Linked DNA regions of Mus musculus: region 2 is linked to region 1. Evidence: chromatin contacts called from public HiChIP or PLAC-seq data. All regions are on one chromosome and are shown on one strand. Each heading gives the region's core, a stretch centred on a gene start, on an enhancer-like site or on the middle of the called end of the contact. The rest is flanking DNA. Distances are from core to core; before and after follow the strand shown. Region 1 has its middle 83 kb from the start of Lhfpl2. Region 2 overlaps Lhfpl2 (lipoma HMGIC fusion partner-like 2).

What was found. HiChIP or PLAC-seq counts read pairs in DNA pulled down with a chosen protein or histone mark.
Region 2: a contact with region 1 is called in an HNF4G HiChIP or PLAC-seq map of pancreatic cancer cells. The contact joins two enhancer-like sites. A contact is called at or near these places in 2 of 484 Hi-C or Micro-C datasets (cortical neurons and nephron progenitors) and 2 of 115 datasets of contacts at active chromatin or transcription factors (microglia and pancreatic cancer cells).

The regions. Positions count from the first base shown.
Region 1 is chr13:93,971,982-93,977,801 of GRCm38.p6, reverse strand. No RefSeq gene overlaps it. Among named protein-coding and RNA genes, the nearest start is that of Lhfpl2, 83 kb to the left of the region's middle. Within about 2 kb of position 1,926, at least 29 of the 459 cell types and tissues checked have an H3K27ac peak or open chromatin away from gene starts, as enhancers often do. A contact at or near this core is called in pancreatic cancer cells, where this site is marked.
Region 2 is chr13:94,153,377-94,159,967 of GRCm38.p6, reverse strand. All of the region lies in intron 2 of Lhfpl2 (lipoma HMGIC fusion partner-like 2), which reads right to left. Among named protein-coding and RNA genes, the nearest start is that of Lhfpl2, 99 kb to the right of the region's middle. Within about 2 kb of position 5,312, at least 106 of the 459 cell types and tissues checked have an H3K27ac peak or open chromatin away from gene starts, as enhancers often do. A contact at or near this core is called in pancreatic cancer cells, where this site is marked.

The DNA.
Region 1 (5,820 bases), core at 677-3,176:
GGAAGTGAACCTTCCAAGTCTAATTAGAGCCTGCACTTATAATTCCCAAGCTTTGGCGTCCAAGATGAGAAAAGGACTTACTGGGTTTCTGTTTTTGAAAATGTTACCGGGCTTGTAACGTTATATAATTGCCCATTCCCCAACAAGCCAGGTGCAGCCACCTGTCCTCAATAAACCAACTAAAAGAACCAACAGAATAGTGGAGAGCAGAAAAGAGTGATTTATTCAATGTGGCACACTGAGAGGCAAAGAGACCCAGTGTCACCCCCACATCACCTCCGAGTCTATCTTCAGGGTCCTAACATGAGGGTGAGGTTTAAATAGAAGATAAAATAGACAGATAGTTAAGCAGTCTGACTGGCCACTGAGCGGCCCTGACCATCACTGTCTAACTTCCAAGTTGAGATGTAAATTTTCTCCTCTGACACACAAGTTCACCCTCTAGCAGACAAGTTCCTCTTTCAGACACCCCAGTGCACTTTAGACGTCTCTTCTCCCAGTAGAGCCTTGAGGGGATTTGTGAAGTCTACTGGCTCAGAGAGCCAAAGAGAGAGCTACAGATGTCATTTTCGACTGCCTTAATTCTTCCCAGACAAGCTGATTACAGTAATAGACCCCTGGGTATGTTTTGTTTTTTTAAAATGTGTAATAGGACTTCTTAGGAAATTCAATTTCTGCTTGCTTAATACATATTGTTGAGTATTGCCAAGATTAAAAATAAGAGGGATGGACAGGATGTGGTCAGTCGTAGAAAGTGACTAACCGTACGTTCTTTTTTTTTTTTTTGGTTTTTCGAGACAGGGTTTCTCTGTATAGCCCTGGCTGTCCTGGAACTCACTTTGTAGACCAGGCTGGCCTCGAACTCAAGAGATCCACCTGCCTCTGCCTCCCGAGTGCTGGGATTAAAGGCGTGCGCCACCACGCCCGGCTAACCGTACGTTCTTAATGGCTGAAGCAGACACATCTTTCCAAGAGGCGTATCCCTGAGAAATTTTCACCATTATGTTTAATATATAACAAAAAAATCTGTTTATTTTCATTAGTATGCATATGACCGTTTGTCTGCATGTGTGTACGTGTATACATCTGCATGCTCATGACCCTGAAGGCCAGAAAAGGGTGTCAAATCCCTGGCTGGAGTTATGGATGTGAGCTGCCATGTGGGTGCTGAGAACTGAACCTGGGTTCTGCAAGGGTAGCCGCAGTGCTCTTCACTGCAGATCGGTCTCACCCACCTTGACTCCCTTCTGTGTGATGATAAGAGTTGGTGAGACCACTTGTGCTGGCAACTCTGTCTGAACGATTTCTATCATTGAGCTTAACAGTCACAAGAAATTACAATCTGTTTACATACTTTTGTGACAAAGAATGACAAAGTGATTTAGAAATAAAAAAGGTGTTCCGGCGCTTGGATTTATTACACCAGACGTAATAAATATTCCTGTGGGGAAAGGGGATGGGTTCTACATTCAACATGTGTAAAGTTGCCTAGTACTGGAGAGTAGCTTGTTGGTGCAGTATAAAGTGGGTAATAGCAGATATAGAATGGCTACTTGAGTACATTTTTAATGATGTAAGAAGATCAGTAAAAGGATGTGAGGAGCTTTAAACATGTCTACTTATAACATGCTGGAAAATATACATTTTGTTGAAGTAACTTTTTATAGCTACAAAGAGAAAGGGCTGATTTTCAGTTCTTTGGAAGACAGGACAACTAGGTAATTTGAACTATTGCCCTCAGGAACAGCTGACCAGAAATCTTAGCAGGTGAAAACCTCATCCATCAAGAGATGAGCAATTTATCAATGACAGGGAGAAACAGAAAGCAGTAAGCCCTGGTCTGCCTTCTCGGTCTAGGTAGGGAGGTCCAATCTAGGCAGGCTGCCTGGAGGGAGTGAGTCACAATAGACCTTGGCAGAAGCAGTGCACCAATAAAGAACGCAGCCTAGCCTCTCAGGAATGCAAGACAAACCCCATGCCATGAAATACTCCCTGCCACATCCTCTGGGGTTGCACAGCCTTCTGACATCTCCCTCTGCCTTCCCACCTCGAATCCCTGCAAATCTCCCGCTTTCAAACGCCCCTCTGACTGTCTCTTGACAACTTGCCTAGTCCCTGCTGTCTGAGATGTCAGTGAGTACTGCTCAGGTTTGGTGCAGGAGCATGCCACTGTATAAAGGTTCCTTTGCCCTGACAGCTTGGAACCTTTTCTTTTTTTCGTGTGCTATACCTGCTTCCTAGCTTGGTGGAGACACATTCAGCCCCAGGTGGGCTTACCCTAAAACCTGTGTTCTCAATTAGCACATGTTAAAGCCAAAGGGTTGTCATTAGTAGTTACACCTGGCCAACCAGGGAAACCAGGACTTCCCTGGTCATCCAAGCTACGGGCTTCCTATTAAGAAGGAAGGAAGAAGAAAACAGCTCAAAATATTAGATTTATGGGAAGGGCCATGCCAGAGCAGCAATTAAACCCGTGAGATCTGGGCCCAGTTGGTAGAATGCTTGCCTTGCATGCATGAAGCCCTGAGTGTCATTAATCCCCGGTACTGCATAAACAAAGGACAGTGATTCACATCTATAATCCCTGTACTTGAAGATAGTGTGACAAGATAGCCAGAAGTTCCATGTTCTCCTCAGCTTCATAGTGAGTTCCAGGCTGTCCTGGGATACATGAGACCATGTTTCCAAACACCACCAGCCCTGGGAGACCTGGACTAGAAATGGCCCTTGTCACCATTGACCTGTATGAGAGGGATGCACACTGAGAATGGATGGCTGTTGTGTTGATACTATGGCAGCACCAGACACCACTGGGGGTAGAAGAACAGCTAGCGACCTACTGTGATTAGGGAGTACAGAAAACTCCAGGTGGATAGATGGGCTTGGTGGGGACATAATACATTGCCTCTTTTCTAAGTAACCTGAGAACACAGGTCACAGGACAGGTCCGTTTGAAGTTGGGACCAGGGATGGTATAGGAAAATGTCTAAGTAGACAGTATTGAACGAGGTTTGCTGAGATGAGGGATCCTTTGTGGGCCACCACTGCTAGGCCGGGTACTCAGTACTCAGTGTGGGACAGTCCCACGTGCATCTCCCTTTCAGCTTTCGCCAAGAACATATGGCATGATTTCCTGTGCTTCACCCAGTATGGAATGTCCTGTTGGCCGATTGTTTGTCTGGATTGTCTTTTTACTTTTGAGGTTACAATTACACTGTTTCCTCCACCCCTTTACTCTCTATAAGCCCTCCCATAAACCCTCTGTGCCTTGCTCTCTTTCAAATTTGTGGCCTCCTTTCTCATTGGTTGAAATCTCTTTTAAAGGATATCACAGGGTTAGGGATGCAACCTAGTGATAGATCATGTGCTTAGCACCAAAGAGGCCCCGGGTTCAATTCCCAGTGCAGGAAAAAAAGAAGGGGAGGGAGGGTGGATCATTACAGGACATAGGCAAAACCAGAGATAAAAAGGATAACTCTGCTCTTAACGCAGTTCTTGTGTAGACCAGGGTCTTCACACACATCATTTTACCCATGTCTGCACAGAGTCTGGCAAATGGACTGGTGGGCATGGTCCATTTCGCATAAACATCCCTGAACATCCTGACCAGGCTACTGAAGTCTGTACAGTTTATAAGAGACCAATCTGACAATTTCCCTCAGTTGCATGGGGAGAATTATAAGATTGTTCCAGTCACACATACCAGGAAAATATTCCATTCCAAGATTGACTTAGAACCTTTACCAAACTCTCCAGTATTCCTGTCTCTAGAATCCCAATTCCATACACTTTACCAGCTTCTTCTCCCATTCCTTCCTGTTATAGATACTAGCATGATCTATTCTGTGTGTTTAAAAATATTATTAATATTCTATTAATATATTATTCTATATTATAATATAATTATCTAACATAATAATCTTCTACTAATATATTCATATAATGCCAAACCCTTTCCCATCAGTGGCTCCCTTTGACTGGACTTCTTTCCCTTGGCTCATTGGCTCATTCTCGTCTCTGAGGCCAAGAGTGATGTCTGTGGGAACTCTGCTTAACTCCCCATGTAAAGTGGCCCTGCATATTTCTCTATAGTACAGCATCCTGCTTATTTCTTGGGTAACACAGCCCAACCTGTAATCATCTTGTTCATGATATACTTTCGTATACTTATGTATAATTTTACATACTCACTGTACCTTTTACTCTATAATCATGCCTACTTTGCTATGATGTAATCCCATAGGTACCAGATCTACCTTTCCACTGCTGCTATCCGAATGTGTGGTGCATCAGAGGTACTCAGCAAACGTTGCTTAATGGCTGCAACGGGGAAGCAACTCTTACTGGGAATGCTTGGTCTGTGACTGTGGCCAACTACCTAGGGAAGACTAAAAAATGGTTTTGCCACTGAAGAAGTCAATCCTCAATTCCTTTTCTATTCTGTGCTTATAAAATTATTGTGCTGGCTGGTTTTATCTCAACATGACAAAAGCTAGAGCTATATGAAAGGAGGGAACCATTATTGAGAAAATGCCTCCATAGGATCCAGCTGTAAGACATTTTCTTTGTGATTGATGTGGGAAGGCCCAGTCGGTTGTATAGGTGAGGGCATTCCTGGGCTGGAGGCCCTGAGTTCTAAAAGAAAGCAGGCTGAGGAAGTTGTGAGGAGGAGCAAGCCAGTAAGCAGCACCTCATCATGGCCTCTGCATCAGCTCCTGTCTCCAGGTTCTTGCCCTGTTTGAGTTCCTATCTTAACTTCCTTCAGTGATGAACAGGGACCCAGAGTACTAGTAACTCTAATGAGGACAATTATTATGCTTTGATTCCAAGACTTTATTCTAGAAGTTGTAGTTACCCAATCACTTGCCTAGCTGGAGGTATCCTATATGAGGAAAAAGGACCACCATCCACTTGGAAGGAGTTTCTGATTCCTACCCTTAAGCTCACAGGGGTACATAGTCTGTAGTGGGTAAACTGCTCAGACCCACGACCTCCAAACTATACCAAAAATGTGGTGCTTGACTTCCTCAAGAGAAGACCTCACGTGCTTTGATCCAACTCTAATGGTGCAGTTGTGAAGAAGCACAGTATACATGGTCACTTAATTAGAGAATATGTCAAGCAGGAAGCACTCTTAAATATGCTCTGGCAAGATGCCGAGTTCACCAAATGTCCACTCTCTAGAGACTTCAGAGGCTCCAGTAAGTGCCAATCCCAGGAATGATCCACTTTTATCTGCCTTCTGACACAATGTTGGCCCCTTTAAAGTAGGAATTTCTGGGTGTTCTGCTACAAGATAGTGGTCAAAAGAAATGAGCAAAATGTTCCATGGGAAGATAGAGGAGACTTCTTAGATGCACAGAATAGAAAAGAAAGTTGAAATTTTTAACAGCAAAACTATTTTCAGTGTTTTCTTAAAGTGACAAAGGTCAATCCTCAAATTACTCAACTCTATGGCAATATGTTTTTGTCTTGTAAGAGTATTTCTAAACTAAGGAAGGGAAAGAGGGGAGACGGTAAGGAAAGAAGGGAGGAAGGTGTAGTGTGCAGCTTTTGCTACCCCACTAAGCTCTGGATGGACTGTGCTATGAGCCCCCACCCAAATTCCCTTGGATCTACGGATGAAACACACCACACCACACACACACACACACACACACACACACACACACACACACACATTGCCCAATTTCTACCTGCCTTATTGGCTTAATTGCTGTGCACTCTTAATCTCTCACCACTAGCATGCCCTTCCCGATACTCTTAGCTCATCATTTCTCAACCTGCCTTAGCTTCAGCTACTCAGTTACCTTTAGTCCC
Region 2 (6,591 bases), core at 4,063-6,562, 180 kb before region 1:
TGGGGCAAAGGGCAAGTGGGAGACAGACCTATTCTCCTTCTGCTCTGGAGGAAGCTGGGAGCCATCATGAGAGCTGCAATCAAGAATGTACCCAGGGTCTGAGCAGGCCATTGGGGAACGCTGGGTGGTATGGAGAGAATCCCACGGAAAGCATGGGGAGGTTTAGCTAGGAACATGCTTGATTGGAAGTCAAGAGGTGGCCAATTGCAGAAGGGAAGTTACAGTTAGAGAAAGGGAGGGCGTTTTTCAACTCCTATTATTAAGCAACCCCGGAAGGCTGTGCAAACCCTTCCAAGGGGAAGCATAAGGGAAGTGTGGTGTATTCTGAAAGGAGAAGGCAGACTGGAATGAGGCAGGTGTGCTGCCATGGGTAGCAGAGACCAGAGGCCATCCCAACATCTGTGTCCTATAAAACAAAGCACTTTACCCTAAGAAGTGATCAGTGGTGATGAGCAAGAATCGAAGCCAGCCTCACAGGGGCCTGGGACAGGCTTCAAAATGTCTTGTGCAGCATTTTAGCTTGACCCTCCATCTTTCACCTTCAAGTATTTAGCTAAAAAAAGTCCCAAGGAGTGCTTTATCTGAGGTGCCATTCCAGTAAACAGGCATCGCAAGGTCAAAATGAGGAAGAATGTGAACGGACACAATGGTGCAGATACTGCTGGGGCTCAGAGGGCTGCGGGGAAGGAAGCCAGCAGCAGGACAATGCACAGGAGTTCAGACAAACAGGAAGACCTTTAACTTCTCCAACTGGGAAAGTTCGGTTTTGCCTGATGAGCAGAGGGGCTGAACACATGACTGGAGCTCACAAACAGAAGGTTGTGATTAAAGCTGCTGAGAAATACTCACACACAACCTACATCCAGCCTCCTCTGCAGAAACCCATAAGCCCAGCTCCCCAGGGGCCAGGCCCTGCTCCTCATTATGCTCCTAAGCCTGGAGGCCTCACCCGGACTGTTCCTGGGGGCTGGGGAGAGCACACAGTCTGTAGAGCCCTAACAGTGACATCCACTCACAGGACGCAAACAAAGCCAAGACATCAAATTTCACAATTCTAAAATTTCCTGCTGACATCTAACAAGGACTTATGCATATGCAGCCTCTCTGTGGAAACTAAGAAATCACAGCTGGCATAATTACCCAAATGGCATGCCCTTCCCAATACCTCTAACACAGCCAGAGGCAGCAGGACTGTTTGGACTTTTCAAAAACTAAGGGATTGCATCAAAGGTTTTCTAATTTCATACTTACATGTCTTTCCCCTGATAAGTAAATTTTCAAATATTTTTATGAGTATGCAAATATGGAGTATTTCTTGAGGTAATTAAAATTTCAGAGCATTGTGTGGATGGTGTGTCCCTTGACTATTAAATGTTAATGCTCTGCTGAATTCTGTAGAACACTCTTCTCAACGCTGCTTCTTTTACCACATGTGGCTGGGTAATCTCTGGTTGTGGAGCCTGGCCTGAACATGAACAGTGTTTAGCAGTATAACCTCCAGCTTTTTGCTACTAGTGCCCTCCCAGATGTGTAAAAATTAAAAAAAAAAAAAAAAAGTAAAAGTCTTTATAGACATTGCACTAAGCCCCTGGAAAACAGATCTGCTACAGAAGGTTCCACTTGAGATTAAGAAAGACACAGACTCTGGGGTGAGCAAAGAGTCAAGACTCAGCTCTGTTTCTCACTAATGCAACAAAGGGGGGCAAGTGCCTAACAGTTTCATGCCTGCATCTTTCTGGCTGTAAAATGGAGATGATACAGCTAACCTCATAGGGTGATCTGAAGATAAACATAAGGCACAGGCAAAGGCTTTGTAGACAGCCTGGCGCATAGTACATGGTAGCGATGATGAAATGGATTAAAGAAGAGAGTCCTAGATCTGTGTCCCTGGAAGAGCCTTTATCTAGTCAACCACAGTGCAAACAGCTTACCCAGTTCCTATCTCTAGAGTCTGCACCAGGGCTCATGCTTTAGACATATATACTTGCTATATTAAGCTTGATAGAAATCAAGTTGTTTTAATTCTTTGAAGGGGAAACGGGGGTAAAAGAAAAATAATACAATGGAAAAAAGTAGATATCTTGATGCAAAACAGAAAAGGTCCAATTTTACACTCTATAAAAAGTCCTTTCAGTTACTAGCTAAAATAACCAGGCTGAATCTGGAGAGCAGCAAAAGGCAGTGAGCATCTGAAGAGCCAGAGGAGCATACTGTAAAGCTAGAAACTGCTCCTGAATTAGCATATACTAGATACAGTTAAGAGGGAAAACAAAGTAACCAAACATCAAAGGAGGAGGGGAATGGAGATTCTGGCCAACAGCTGCCTCTCTAGCTTCCTCTTGTCAACACAGCAGAAGAGTCCATCCCCCTTTAAGAATAAGGCTGAAAGCCTTCTTAGGTGCTCAATCTCCCTCCTCCCCTCCCCCCCCCCCCCCCCCCGCCGCCATTCTCCCCTATTGCCTAGTTGGGAACTTAAAAGTCCCACCTCATTGTCCCTCAGCAGCCCTAGGCCTCCACAGGACACCAGACAGCCCCCTCCTCAGCTCTGTTTCATCTGTAGGCTAGGTGCAGACAGAATCATCAGAACATAGGAGCTGGGAATATTGGCACCCAAATATCAAGCTAGAAAGACATTCTGAGACTTTACCAACAACTTCAGCCAGCATCTAGAACTGTCCAACAACAACAACAACAACACATCCATCTTGAATTTCTACCTTAATGCAATACTAAAGGAAATTATCACCCAAATAAACCTTTACAAAATATATCTAAACCTTTAGAAGAATCCTATAATTCAGTGGTTCTCAACCTATGGGTCTCGACCCCTTTTTTTTTGGGGGGGGTCACATATCAGATATTTATATTATTATTCTTAACAGTAAAAAATACAGAGTTATGAAGAGGCAATCAATAATATTATGGTTGGGGTTACCACAATATGAGGAACTGTATTAAAGGGTTTCAGTATTAGGAAGGTTGAGAACCACTGCTCTTAAATAGTTAGTGAAATATTCTCTTTACTGTTGGTTTTTAATAAGCTCTTATTATACACTTATGCACCACCAAATATGTTAAGGTATTTAGATGGCCCAAGTTTCTCTTTCCACGTTAAGGTAAAATTAGTAACCTAGAATGACAGTGCCCAGGTTAATAGTACATGCAACAATGGACCTATTTAGCTTTTATCTCCTGAGCCCAGGTTGTGCTTGCACAAAGTCCCACTGGAGGTGAGTGACATTTTGCCCTAATTAACACTCATGTGATGTTGCTTGTGTTCTAAAAACCAGAGGAGGAGAACAAGACAACCCTGTATTCTTTCCTCTCTGGGACCCCAACGCTGAATCAAGGCTGTCACTACCACTCGGACATTCTGAGATAGTTTTCACAAGCTGAAACCCTCCCAGCACAACTTAAGAAAGTAAAGCATTTGGTGCAAAGGAATAGACAAATGTAAATGCAACACATTTAACAGGCGAAGAAGTTAGAAATGTGAAAAGCAAGACAGCATAGATGTCGCTTACTAGAAAGATCTCTTTCGCTGCTCTGAGAAACTCCAGAAGGCTGAATGTTAAACTCATTTTGTCAGAATCAATTTGGGATGCACCAGCGGCCTTCTACACAGTGCATTCCCCAGACCTCTGCCAAGTCCTTGTTACCTTGGAGTTCACACCAACACTCAGTGTGAGTAACCAGTGGCTTCCCCCCCCCCCCCCTGACTGGGAGGGCTACCAGGGGCCCAGCCACCTCGGAGAGCAAAACAAACAACAACAAAAGGGACCCAGTTACTCTGGGTTTTAACTCAGTTCTGCAGGTTTTGCTCTTCCTGCACTGCCCCTCCCCCGCTTCGTCTCAGACATTCAAATGAGAAGTCCCAGAGAGCCTAGAGAGAGAGAGGAGAATGGCAACACCACAGGATAGCCTGGTCTACCCGTCCTGCTTGGGACCATATTTAACTTAGAATGGTCAGAAATGGGGAGCACCTTAGTCTCGATTGGTCATGGCTCTTTTGTATTTAAACTTTTTGGGTTTTTTGGTAGACCATGTCCTCTGCCTAGAAATGAGCAAACTAGGCAAGGTTCCTTGTTCATCGTCTGGGGCCCTGCCAGGAATGACGGCTTTTAGCTGTTACTTCATTCATACCAAAACAGTGAAAAATGATTGCCAATTTTTCAAATTTTAACATTATGAGCCTCTAGCCTATCAAAAGGGAGACCACACCACCTCTGATCCCCACCCCCTTAACCCAGCTTGGACATCAGTTACTCAGTAGCTCACTGAACTGCCCAGAGAACACAGTCCAAGGGATGGGCTCTGCAATGGTGGCCCATGGCATCCAAGACCATCCATCCCTGCCTTCTCTGCCTTCTCAGCCCTCACAAGCCTCTCTTCTTTCTCGAACCTGAAGCTGCCAGAAGTTTCCATCTCTGAACCACATGGTTAGTCCAAAAGTGGGCAGCTCCTCCAGGTAACTGCGCCCTTAGACACACAGAGAACACTACTAAAATGTTTTTAAACCAATGTGTTTGCTATGAGCAATTAGCTATGAAACTCTACCTGCTGTGGGCTTCCCTTCCAAGGTAGAGTCCATTGGTTCAACCCTCTTCCCACACTTCCAGTTTTCCAGACTGTCCTAAGTGCTAAACCCCTCACAGCCTCCAGCACCTGCTGTTATCATGTGTCAAAAACGGGGAGGTGAAGTGCTAGGCATATAAGTATATCGATAAATACTGGCCATTCTCTCCCAAGATACAGCATCCCTTTCTTAGATGCTGATAAATACTGACAACCAAGATACTCACATTTCAGCCAGTTCAGCACTAACCAATGATGACACACTTCTCAAAAACTCATTCTCTGGCTGGAAGCAACCAAGCTCCCATTGGCTGGCAGAGGCCTGCATAGAGGCAAGTACCTCTGTTCTTTAAAATTAAGTGTTTGCCAGTATCAACACCTGGAATTCTGCAGCAGGTGTCTTCATAAAACTGAGAGAGGCCTTTACTGGTGACCTCATCCTATAGCACGGCACCCCTGTGACAGGCCCGAATAAATGTGAACGGCAGCACTGTTCCCTGAAGCAGAGAGCCGCAGGCTGTCTCTGGAGGGCTCGCCCATCTCTGTGGCAATGGAGGTTAGGTCAGCATGAAGCTAGGCCATGCAGGAAAAGCTCTTGGAAAGAGAAGGCCCTAATGTGAAGACTCAGATGGAAGAACTTGTGAGACAAATGGCTGAACTTTTGCAATGCTAGAGTCCCAGGAAGAGAGGTCATCTGACAACATGAATCATGAATTTGCAAAACACAAGGGTTTATAAACGCATCGCGGTGTGAGTCATAGCCACAAACCGTTGATCTCTGGACGTCTTTGCAAACCCAGCCTCGTGAATGTAGCAGCGCTTCCAAAACCTCTAGTCATTCATTTCAATACTAGCTCACTGAACAATTTGATTTAAGACGTTACAAAAGTTAGGCCAGATGAGGTGGGGGCACATCTGGAATCCCAGCACTCTAGAGGCAGAGGCAGAAGCAGGCAAGTTTCAGTGAGTTTCAGGCCAACTGGGACCACATAGTGATCTCCTTCCCGAAAAAAAAAAAAAAAGTGTCAAAAATAAAAACAAACAAACAAAACACACAAAATTTACTAGTGAAGAAAAGAAAACACACTAACTGACACAAGTGAGAGTCACTTTCCCCAGGACAGCTTAAGTCATCACACAGACTATTTTTAATATACTATTCAAGGGCAATCCAGCATAAAACTAAACACCATGGGAGGTACAAGGTTGCCAGGACTAGAAACAATTTTAGCAATAATTTAGAAATGTATTGGAATTGTAAAACATATGCTTCTCTGAATTAAAGGTTATGAAAAAAATCCACACCCAGTCTCTAATAATCCTATCGGAGGCTATTTTTGGTGTCTTTTGGTAGCTATTTTGGTTCTTCAACGTGTTCAGTAAGTGGGCCACAGGAAGTCAAGGCTGCCCATGACTGCCCATTCTAAGGAGTCCATGTGTGTGTGGCACGGGGAGGCAGGCAGACACCTCCCTGCCTACACCATTTTCATGTTTATTCATTTCCTAACACGGCTCTCTGATGTAGTAAGATTATCAGCTCTCAGTTCTACCACAACTAAGCAGGTGTTCTGAGTCAGGGTCGCCCCTACAAGTTTCCTACTCCATGGCTACTTACCCTGAAGCTCCTATGTCAGACTTTACTGTTACTTTCATAGCACGAACCTCAAACTGACCACAGGACTTAGACCACACAAACTCACCCTTGGTCACTGACAGCGAGGCATCTGCCTAGAATCCCATGGGCAAACACAGTCCTTTCCTTAGCGTGGAGTTTGCTTTCAGTTAACTGTGGTCAATCATGGTCTGAAAGTCTTACATCGAAAGTTCCAGAAATAATCCCAAGTAGACGGAATGGTGTACCACTTTACTCTGTCCCCACCAGGAAGTGGGTCTTCCTTTGTTCGGCATATATACGCTGTATGTGGTGCCTTTCTGATATGTATACAATGTAACATTGAGAGAAAAAGAGACCGAACGCACACTCACGTGATTTTCATTATGATGTCCCTCTAACTG